2 separate regions of the Zea mays genome follow, and region 1 is linked to region 2. The links are chromatin contacts, called in public Hi-C maps. All regions are on one chromosome and are shown on one strand. The core of a region is the stretch at or near the end of the contact, and the rest is flanking DNA. Distances in the headings are between cores, read along the strand shown.

Region 1 (5,774 bases), core at 1,528-4,027, 150 kb after region 2:
AGAGAGTTATTATATGACTAGGCTTTTAGTTACTATATGTGATATAAAAATATTATAAAATTATAAAACCAACTATGAGCTATATTATTAACATTGCCCTAATGTTGTCTCCTTCTTAGCGGCCCCTCGTATTTACTACCGGGACACAGTATGCAGGCTCACTTAATACTAACGACCAAGATCGTGGTCCATTCACAAAAGGAATCGTGAATATTTCCATGGGCCATGGAATCTCTCGTCAGCACTTGGCCAAACCGACGAGAGTTAAATAACTTTCATCAACTCAAAATTAGCAGACTAGACGAGAATTAAGCCAAAACACATCGGTCAGGCTAGACGATGGGAGTTTATTAACTTTCGTAGGCTTGGCGCCATGCCGACAGAAGTTAAGTAACTCCCGTCAGTTCCTAGCACACCCCTCTCTCTCCTTCCTCAGGCCTCTCTCCCTCTCACCCACACACACCTCTCTCTAGCCCGTGGAAGAAACCGCCATATTTGTCACACCCAGGTTTCGGGGGCACCAAGACCCAGGTGCGAAATAATCAACATGTGTGCTAGGACCAAGTCTCACACATATGATGAATAGTGGTACAGAAACGAATGTCACATCTTTACTATATAATAGGAGTTCTGTGCAAAATAAATAAATAATTACATCATAAGAAGACAATGATCCAACAACCCAAAGTTGACTGGGAGACGATGACCTAGACCTCTCACGAACTCGTCACAACATCCTCAATGCGCCTCATCCTGTGGTACCTGTTCTTGACCTGTGGGGGTGTGAGACAACAAGAGTGAGCTCACATACGTTCATCGCTCAACAAGTTATGGGGAATAATATGCATGAACTCACCAAAGGTGGGAACTCATATGAAGTGTAAGGCTTACCAAAGAGGATGGTTAAAGCTGAGCATTGCTTTTAAAGTTGGTCAAAATTTTATTAGCAGTTACTAAATATAAGTGAATACCAAACCATATTAATAGTAAATAAAAAAAATAATAATCCCAATGCGATGCATATGACAATTTGAATTTAATTCCATAAGTTAATCATGTGAGTGTCTAAGCTGCTCATGACCGTGAGCACGACTAGTATACCAGTTTTACACTCTGCAGAGGTTGCACATCTTTACCCACAAGTCATGTTACCCATCTGCCAAGGGATCGCGACTTCCCATACACCTCTACCGAGGAGGCGAGGCAGGGTAACACTACGAGGCCTTTACAAAGTTCCACCAGCTTCAGAAAACCCGCAACAGTTTCTAGGAAGCTCCAATGCAGAGATCTCTCGCCTGAGCGCCATCACAGCAAAATCAACCCAAGGACATCCCTACACTGACCACTCCCCTACTGCCCTTGCCCCTTTCGGGTAAGGTAGTCCTCCACTAGCTTTCCTAATTAGTCAGCCAAGGGCGTCCCATACCACCCTTGTGGTAGCACTGTTTTCCCGGGTGGTTCTCCATGTTCCAATTAACATAATGATCTTATCATGAACAGTAAATAACAAACTGATAATAAAAGTATCATCATGAATAACATATATCTCCATAACCAAAACCACATAAAGCAATAGCAGGTACTACCCAAAAATTCAGTGGCAAACAATGTATAAAGAGAGTCAAAGAAGGGTAACCTATTGGGTCCCATCAAAATTAACCTATGCAGATCATTATGATTAATAAGAACATGATTGGGTAAAAAGAAGTGATCAAGGGCACAACTTGCCTCGGACTTGAGATTCTAGGTACCAACTTACTCTTCTAGTGACTCGTAACCTCGCTGCTAGTCGTAGAAAAACATGGTATATGCAAAATTAATATTACACCAAACATAATAACAAACTGCATAATAATAATCTACGCGTCGCTACGAGATCGTGGGTTCGAGAACCGCTAAAATTGGGGTTACAGTTGAAGAGGTATAGTTTATGGAGGACCCACGTGATTAAGTGATTAAAACTAGGTCTTGTTTTGATTTTATAAAAATAATCTAAAGAAATAATTAATTGAACTTTAAATTTATATATAACTTGACTAGAGATCATATTTTAACTAAATTATAATTATGGACATGTTAGCTTTGTTTAGAAGAGTTGATCTAGTAGACATAGGTTAAGTAAATATCTAACTGTAAAATTATGCGATATAGTGTAATTGATGATGTTACTACATAGTAAATATTCATATGAAGCTAACACGACTTGAATAGACCAAATCGGAATTAAAACGAAGAAGTTATTGATTTCCAAAGTTTTAAGTGTTGGATTAAAAAGAACTAAGTGCATAATTTTTTAATCCCAATTTCATAACAAAATAAAGTTACTGGATGATAAACAATATCAATATAGATCTAATGCAACTCGAACAGATCAAATCGGAGTTAAAACAATTAAGTTATGAATTATCTAAGTTTTGGAATTGCTTATATACCTAAAAATACATTTTCTGTATTTATCCTATTATTTCTGGGTACTATTGGTCGCTAGATATATTATCTGGAAAGCACAAGGTCTTTTTCATAAATGTGAGGACCTAACTGCTACGCTTTTTACACTTTAGTGGACGGCAGGTTGATTTAAAAGGAGTCCGAGGGCTCTTTTGCGAAACAGCCATGGCCGAAGGGGTATCAAGATTCTAGGGTCGTTGGATCACCAGCCGATGGCCTAGATTAGATTTTGCTTTATAAATAACTGGTACATCCAACCGTGGCCACCCGATTTCAATCAAATGACCAAGATCTGATGTCGCGAAGGGTGATTCTCTCATTTAATCGTAGCCGTCGATTAGCGCATCTACGGCGCAAGATGTCTACATCCTCCCTGATTTAATCCAGACTGCACCACAATGGTCTGACGGCCAGAGGGTCATCTTCCTCCCGACGAGTGCCATGGCCGTTGCCTAGGGGTCGTGGCGGCGACCGCCGAAGCTGCATTACACTGTGCCATGATGCCCCAAAATCCGATCCGAGAGGTGCTTTACAACGAGGGCACAAAGGAGAAACAAAGGGGAGGGGTCTCACCTAGCATGGGCAGTGCAGAGGGCTCCGCCCACGTCGCAGGGCGGTATTGCGGCGGCGGCTTGATCCCGGTGAGAGATTGGTAGCGCTCTGGTGGACTACATTGCCGAGGCCACAACCACATGTAGCATGCCACCGTGAACCTTCTTGAGTACTTTACTGGCAACAGTCTCGCACCCAGACAAGGAGCAGCCATGGCGGTAATCTCCTCCCCCACCCGACCTCACCAAACCCTGGGTTTGCCTCATTCTTGAAGACAACCTGGCGCCGATAGCCAAGGGATCTCGGTAGGGAGCATATATATACTAGGCACAAGCCTAGGGGTGCGGTGGTGGGGTAACGACCCATGCTGGATTTGAAAACGAGAACCCGAGCAGAACCCGGATAAAATCTCATCCGAGCATTGTTGGTTATGATACTCCGCGCTCGATTGAGGAACAGCTGGCGAGGGCCCCCATAAATCCACAACTGTTTCTGGGGAGAATCATGTGCAGAGGAAACCGGATAGCGATGCTCGAGTCCGACTGGAGGAGGAAGACGACGCAGCTCTGCCGGCCCCACATGCAGTGACACAGGAAAAAAAACAGGCGTGCTCTGTGTGAATGCCGGCTGACAGGGATTCGGCCCATGCGGCCGCAGGGGGGAGAAAATGAGTGGGCCACGAGCTGAGATTCGGCCTAGGTGAGTGCTGGTGTGCCTTTTATTTTTATTTTCTGATTTCTATTTTAAAACATAATCAAACTCAAGTTTGAATTCCAAACTTTTTACCTTTAGATGCATCAATAAAACACCAGCATGAATGCAAAACTATATATATATATTATATATATTTGTTTTATTTTAGTTCTTGTATACATGGTTCCAATCATGAAATAAGGAATAGTTCACATCCCATGAATTTTTAGGGAAATATAATTTATATTGTATATTATATATTAAGAAGTAGTTTTATCATAATTCTTATATAATTTCAATCTGAGGATAATTTAGTTTATCTAGGTATCTTTTTATTTTAGTTAAAAAATATATTAATTTTGGGAGTAGCAACTTCAAATTATGAACATTCTTAAGGAAAGGTGTTTTGATTTAAAATCTTTCGAGAAATTTTCCTTACTTTCACAAGATTGAACTTTAGGGTGTTACAAATTCTAGCCCCTTAAAAATAATCTCATCCTCGAGATTAGTAAGAAAGAGGTTGCAGAAAGTTCTATGTGTAGTTTTAGTTAATTTTTTTAATTTTTTTGTTCCATTAACAAAATGTTTTCCTTTCCAATAAATAGTAGGTTATTAGGAAACATAAGCATCTTTTATGTAAGGCCTCCTAGGAATAATGAGATGTGGTTAGAGCAAGGATAGTAAGAAAGATTAGAGCAAGGTAAGACTCCATCTTGAGTGTTGGTCCCCAACGCATCTAGAGATCTGGGTTGACTTCTATCCTTCGTTTGATGAGGAGGATCTCTTCCTTCTTGAGCTTGGGTGTCACCCACCGGGTTTGGGACAAGAGCCTAAGATACATCTGTAGGTAACAGATGGGTAGAGGGTTTAGTAGGTAGCTATATGCTAGATGGGATTAGTTATGTAACCTGCTTTTGTAGGTCAAGTTATTGGGTAGGGTCAGGTTGATCTAAGATCTCAAACTTGTTTATAGGAGCAGGGTCTAATGTATTTCCTCAACATTAGCTAATCATGTTTGAGTGACTCCCATTAGGTTTGAACATAATAGATTAGATAGGATTGGGTATGACTAGAATGGACTAGTTTAGGTTAGATAGATCTACTAGGGTAGAATAAATATTATTAGGGTATGTTATAATCTTTTGAGATAGTATGGATCATATGGTGTAGGTAGGTTAGAATCTCTGTTAGGTTAAAACAGAGGGGTTATGTAACTATCGGATGGTTAAGGTAGTTGCATATAGCCGAGTTGGTATGTCGTTCTTTAATTTAGTGCAGAGTGAACTAAGTTAAAACATGTGGATATGGTCTAATCTATTTCACAAGTATTAGCTTATCCATTAAGTAACTCACTTTAGATTGGATCATATTAGATTAGAGGGATCTAGATTAGATCGGTATAACCAGGTTAGACTAGGTAATATCTAATTACTTTGGATTAGATCATGGTTGTTACACTAGTGTGGGATAAATATGCTTATTAGGGCAAGATGAATCCATAAGGATAAGGTAGAATCTTTTGAGGTCAGTTAGATCTATTAGGATAAGATAAAATCTTTTCAAGATAAGATGATTCTATTAAGGTAAGAGAGTATCTTTTAAGATAAGATGGATCTACTAAGCTAAATATATTTTAGTGGGGGATAATCTAAGTTGTATAGTTACCTTATAGACATAATTATTATTATTATTTTGCCTATGTGTATATGCAGATGTAACTGCAGATATTACTCCACAACCCATCACACTCAATCAAAGATCCAAATCAGACAAGTATCATAAGAACAAACATTAAAGTACATAGATACTTATAGAATAATTTTGTTTTGGTTCCTAGGATTAGGTTTCCTATTCCTAAAGGTCACTTTAGGTACAGGATTTCAAAGTGTGAAATCCACTTTTGTCTTTAGAAAAGAAAAGCTAAGAATAATCAGAGTAAAGTGAAAATAGATGTGAAAAGATTAAGAAAAGTTTAGAAAGAATCAGAGTAGCAGAGGTAAGTAAGTAAGGGTTGTCCATTTCTATCTAGGTTTCATCCTACAGTCAACATTCCTCTGATACCACTACTGTCACACCCAAGT
Region 2 (5,606 bases), core at 1,629-4,128:
TTGAACACTTATGTTTGTGATGAATATTTATGTTTGTGGTGACGGTTTTATGTTTGTGTTGGCTATTTATGTCTGTGATGATATCTGTGATGTATATATGTGATATCTTCTGTTTGTGTGGATGGAATACAAAAAACAAACTAAAGAGGTATATGCTAGTCACTTTGCCGAGTGTAACACTCGGCAAAGAGGCTCTTTGCCGAGTGTCATGGTCATAACACTCGGCAAAGAGCACAGACCTGGGCACCGGCTTAGGTTCTTTGCCGAGTGTTATGTCGCCGGCACTCGGCAAAGAGGTCGTCTTTGCCGAGTGTCGCACAGAACACTCGGCAAAGAACCTGACATGGGGACCCTCCCTGGCGTGTTCTTTGCCGAGTGTCCCACGCGGCACTCGGCAAAGATGGGTTTTTTGCCGAGTGCTGCCCGGAAGACACTCGGCAAAGCCGCCGTCTCCGTCACCCGGCGCCGTAACGGCCGCTTTTCTTTGCCGAGTGCTGTCTGGCACTCGGCAAAGATCTTTGCCGAGTACCCGAGAAAAAGCTCTCGGCAAAGAAGGCTTTGCCGATGCACTGTTCGCCGAGCCTTCTTTGCCGAGTGTTTTCAAGGCTTCGCCGAGTGCTTCAGGCACTCGGCAAAGCGATTGATTCCGGTAGTGAATCTCCAGCAGGCCGTGTAAACGGCTGTACAAAGTACTATTTTGCACTGTAGATTACACTATTTATAAAGTGAAGTTTAAAATAGTGAGTGAGATAGTAGTCTACTAGCGATAGTCTAATAGAGGAGGGAAACCATTGCATATAGTCTTGAGGCACCAGCTCCCAACGGCAAAACCTGAAACCAGTTATTAACTCCGTTTTCTTCCTAGGAAAGAACCGAGTAGGCGAAGCAGGCCTCTCTGTTCCTGGCTTACAGCAGAACCAGCTGACTGAGATGTTGTCATGCAACGGGAGAGAGGTTAGCTGACAGAGCCAGTGAATGGTTGCTGTAGCACTGTAGACCTTGATCAGCATGGGAAGCTTCCACTCCATCAAGAGCCAGTTGGTCCTGGCTTAGCAGGCGGCAGCGTTGGCAAACGGAGAACTATTCCCGCACATGATTCCATCCGTACTATCTTATAATATAAAAAATCTTTGCAGCGGGACCAAGGCCGACAGAACTAGATTTGCTGAAGAATCCAGATCTCCTGATCTTCAACAATTTTTTCAGAAACCTGCTAAGAGGTATATGATGGCATGAAGGGCCGAAGGGGGCAGCATGTTTTTTTATGATGTAAATATGAATTGTTTATCTTTTTTTCTAGACCAGTTCAAGACCACTCGAGAGGGGCAATAGTTCAATGAACAAGAAAAGCTAGAGTTTGATGGCAAAATTCGGACTTTGGCAACAGTCTTCGTGCAAAAAAAAAAAAAAAAAAGAAAAGCGATTAAGTGTTGGTTCAGAGTCCAGACTAGTAACTGGATAATCAATGCGTGGAGGGATCAGCGGATCATGCCCAAAACAAAGACACGCCAGTGCCGCCAACAGCTACACACAGTGGAAAGTTTGTGACTTCATTACCTCGATCTTCCCTCTGCCACAAAACAATTACATACGAAAGCAAATGGCGATTCAGCTCCCAAATGATTGTTGGGAGATTGACTAACGACGGATTCTAAACGAAGCAAAAGATTACTCCTAGTCCTAACTGACAGCAGCACGGCAGTTGAGGAGATGGCACATAGACCCTGATCTCTCTACTCTTTACCAAACTAGAAGGTAGATAAAAATCGACATGCATGCAAATGCAGATATCCAAACAGGAACTGGCATGCTCTCATCATAGCAAGTAACAGGTGTACTAGCTCCCAGTTGGAAACGATGAGCTTCCTATTTCCTCGGTGCTGATCCATGCTGCGTCCATGCAACCACTGCACGTAACTGAGTTTTCCTTTATTTCATAGTCTTATCGTGTAGCTCCATATCCTCCTAGACTCTGCCCGACTTAAGGACTTCTGTGGATGACTCTTTCTATTTCCGCCATATATATAGTATAGTCACGATACCGTGGTCGTCGTTACGTGTCGTATTGTCTCACAACGATTGTGCCGCCGTCCTTAGTTGACTCCTCTAATATGGAGTGGTTGAGCGGGTACTACGGACCATTCCATGGCAGGAGGGCTCGCGTACTAACATACTTATTACTACCGTGCCGTGGTTCGAACCACACGCCCCAAAATCCTGATTTTAGGTTTAGTAAAGTTTTTTCTTAGAAGAATCAAATTAAAGTATCTTTTGATGGAGGATTTTACAGTAAAGTGGCCATTTTCAAAATAAATAAATAAACACATATTTAATGTTAAAAATGTTGTTAAATTAAATCTAAAACTTCGAAACTCTGATCTAATTCGAAACTCACCAAAATAAATAAATAGGAAGACTTTCAATTTATTTATTAGAATGGGTTATTCTCTTCATGAAACTATATAAATAGAAACACTCTTTTATTTGAGTTAAAGTAATTGTAAATAAAGATCGGACATTACTTTCTGCTAAAATAAATAAGTTATGTGTGTGCACTACATATCTAAAATCTTTACCAAAATAAATAAGATTAATTAATTAATGTATAATATAAAGATGTTTCAACACATGCTGGATTTCTTTGTTTGTTGCATTCATATTAGAATTTCTCAACCAAATTCAAATTCAAATCCTGAAATCTGAACTAGGAGAGAGTAAATAGAGAACTAGAAAAGAAAATCAGAAAAAAAGAGAAAAGCCTCACCTCAGCCCATTTGCATTCCTGCGGCCCATCTTCTCACCCAAGCAACAACCCACGTCCTGTTCTCCTTTTTTTTTTCATTTCTCTGGCCGCGTATTGCATCAGCATGACGCCATGATGACATCACCCATGAAAAACTACAAGCCTGCTCACACGCAACCGGCTAGCAGTTGGGGCCCACGGGTCGGGTCTCCACTGAATGCGCGTGGTGGAGCCGCTGCACGGTGGGATCAGGCCTTGTTCGTTTGTGCCGGATTGGTGGGTCGGAATGATTCCTAACCTGATTGCTTCTCTAATTTATATAAACTTTGATTGGCTGAAACGATTCCGGGTACAATCCAACACAAACGAACAAGGCCTCAATCGGTCGGATCCTTATTTCCTAGCCTTCCTCCGGATGGAAAGAAATAATCTTGATTATAATCCGGCTCGGATTGAAACAACTGTTCGTTTGAACTTGGATAAAAAACAGAAGCCACCAGGTTTAGAGATTGTCCATTGTTCACAGCCCGGTAAGAAACCTGGTCTCATGTCCTCCGGATTGGTTCCTGGACTAGAATGAGTGGGCCACTGTTTCCTGGTCTGGAACTGTTTCCAACGTGGAATACATCCTAGACAGCCGAACGAGACCTAAGCCGTGTTAGTACCGATGACAGGTGGGCCCCAGTGATCGATTCTTTCTTCCTCTCCTGATCTAGACTGTTCTAGAGTTCCCTGTGGATGTCGCAACGACGTGCCCACACCACCCGGACTCTGTCGCATGTGGGCCCTATGCTTCCGAACTATACGAGGTGTTTGGATTGAGGAATCACTCCATTCAAAATAAGGTGGTGTATTATGGGTAAATTTATCAAATTTGGTGGGATGATCTCGTTCCTCATATTAGTATTGACTAATTATGAGGAATGAGTTGGTGATAGATCAACTAATTTCATTTCACAAACCAACAAAAAAAGTGAGGAGTGCGAAAATGATAGACTAGCTCATTTCTCAAACAAAAACCATATAAATGTCTAGGCACCACACCAATAGGCCATCTTGTACCCACGGTTTGTAGTAACCACCATCACCGTCATGAGGAAGAGAAAGGAGCCACCGTTGTGAGCCGCCATGAAAAAGGAGGATCGCCGCCGACTCAATCCTTGCCACGCTGATGACGAAACCGTGGAGGAGCACCAGGGTAGTCTCGAGCCTCCACTGAAGCGATCCGTGGACTAATCGCACAAGGAAGAGTGGTAGAGTACGCAGGATTGTTGACTTGAGCCAAATCGTTATCGTGGATCCGTGTGCTGCCGTGGGTGGCCCAGCTCCTGCCTCCTCGTCGGTGAGGTATCTCCTCCTGTTTTTGACATCGCTTCCTCTCCGTTTTGAATCAAGTAATGATCGGAGTGGAGCACGGGGGGGGGGGGGGGGGGGGCGTCAGGGCGTGTGCGTGCTCATCGTTGATCACCACCTAGTTTTTCGGTTAGGGGTAGATCAGAGGAGGGAGAAAGTAGGAGAGAGCCTCTATGACGGTCAGATCCTCGATGGCCGACTACGATTTGATGGAAAATAACGGTTCGACATGACTGAGTCTCGGTCATAGATCGATGGATGTGCAGGCGAGAGTTGATCGTGGAGTTTTAAATCTGGAGCCAAACTATCTACGGTAATTGTAGGGACTGCTTTTTCATTTTATATTCTTGTGGTTGTTTGAGTTGTTTTGGTGGCCTTTGGTTTCTATCTCTTCCGTGGCGGCGAGTACTATGGATGTGTGTCTTTAAATATTTTTTCTAACTCCTTTTCCCTACTTTCTTTTGCTCCTAAGCGCTGCAATTTGCACTTTTGAGAACGTGTTAGTCCCGATGGGCACCATCGGGGCATGGAGTACTTTGGGTTATCTGTTTTACTTGTTGCTTCTGTGTTTCTCACTTTGTCTGTTTTGGCCAATTTACCAAAAATCATTGGCCCTTCATTGTTCCCCTATATGACGACATCTGTCGTGCCTATCTTGACGATATCTCTATTTGTTGTTCTCTTGGCGCTCATGGATATCTTGTCTCCATGCCCTCTATTGGATTGTTCAGCCTTTGCGACCAAGTAGTCTAACATTCTTGTTGGACCTGTGCCTGGTGACCAGATTGAGGCGGACTCAATCGTCTTGCACTGGTGACGCCAACCTGTCAAATACGGAAGTTTGGGGTGCCCCCAAGTGGGTTACTGTGCCATCCCATATGGATATAGTGGCATGTCCCACGTCTGATTTGGGACATAAGGTGACGGTTGGTATGCATATTGATATGGCACAGGCGGATATGAGGGTGAAGGTGTCCATGTAGGTGCATTGGGTATTAGTTGGACATTGTTCTTAGGTGGCTCATTAGATCCTACATGTCTCTCACATGGAGGTGAATGGGGTCGTTTGCTGGCCGATTGTTAGGACTGACCTTCTTTTTCACATATTTGGATAGTAACTTATCAAAGGTTGGGTCGGCTTTAACTAGCCGACCTGATGCTTTAGATGTGTTGGTCTTCCACGTACCTATCTCTAGTCGTCGTGGCTTTAAGGTACATGGTCGTCGTTGCTCTTGGATACTACCGGACCGTCCGCCCGATCGCTCCAGACCGTTCGCGATGCACAGAACAGGTCACTGCACTTGGCCACCTACCTGCGCCTGCACCCCAGCATTGGAGGCTGGGATGGTGATCTTCAATGTCTCCCCTCCATCTGGGGTCTTTTCTGCAACCACTTTGCTACAAGAAATTTTGGTGACTTCATCGGCCTCTCGTTGGTCGCCGGTGATATTCTCTTTGCCTTTGCCCTTAACAATCGCACTAGGTCAAATCATGACTTTTTTATCGTCAA

Evidence for each region. Hi-C and Micro-C count contacts between places; a contact is called where the count stands out from the background.
Region 1: a contact with region 2 is called in a Hi-C map of leaf, with 8 times the contacts expected there. The contact joins two enhancer-like sites. A contact is called at or near these places in 3 of 25 Hi-C or Micro-C datasets (ear, endosperm and leaf).

What each region holds. Positions count from the first base shown.
Region 1 is chr2:148,536,559-148,542,332 of Zm-B73-REFERENCE-NAM-5.0, forward strand. No RefSeq gene overlaps it. Among protein-coding and RNA genes, the nearest start is that of LOC109944561, 7.2 kb to the right of the region's middle. Within about 2 kb of position 2,778, at least 18 of the 20 cell types and tissues checked have an H3K27ac peak or open chromatin away from gene starts, as enhancers often do. A contact at or near this core is called in ear, endosperm and leaf, where this site is marked.
Region 2 is chr2:148,390,898-148,396,503 of Zm-B73-REFERENCE-NAM-5.0, forward strand. No RefSeq gene overlaps it. Among protein-coding and RNA genes, the nearest start is that of LOC100275926, 52 kb to the left of the region's middle. Within about 2 kb of position 2,879, at least 13 of the 20 cell types and tissues checked have an H3K27ac peak or open chromatin away from gene starts, as enhancers often do. A contact at or near this core is called in ear, endosperm and leaf, where this site is marked.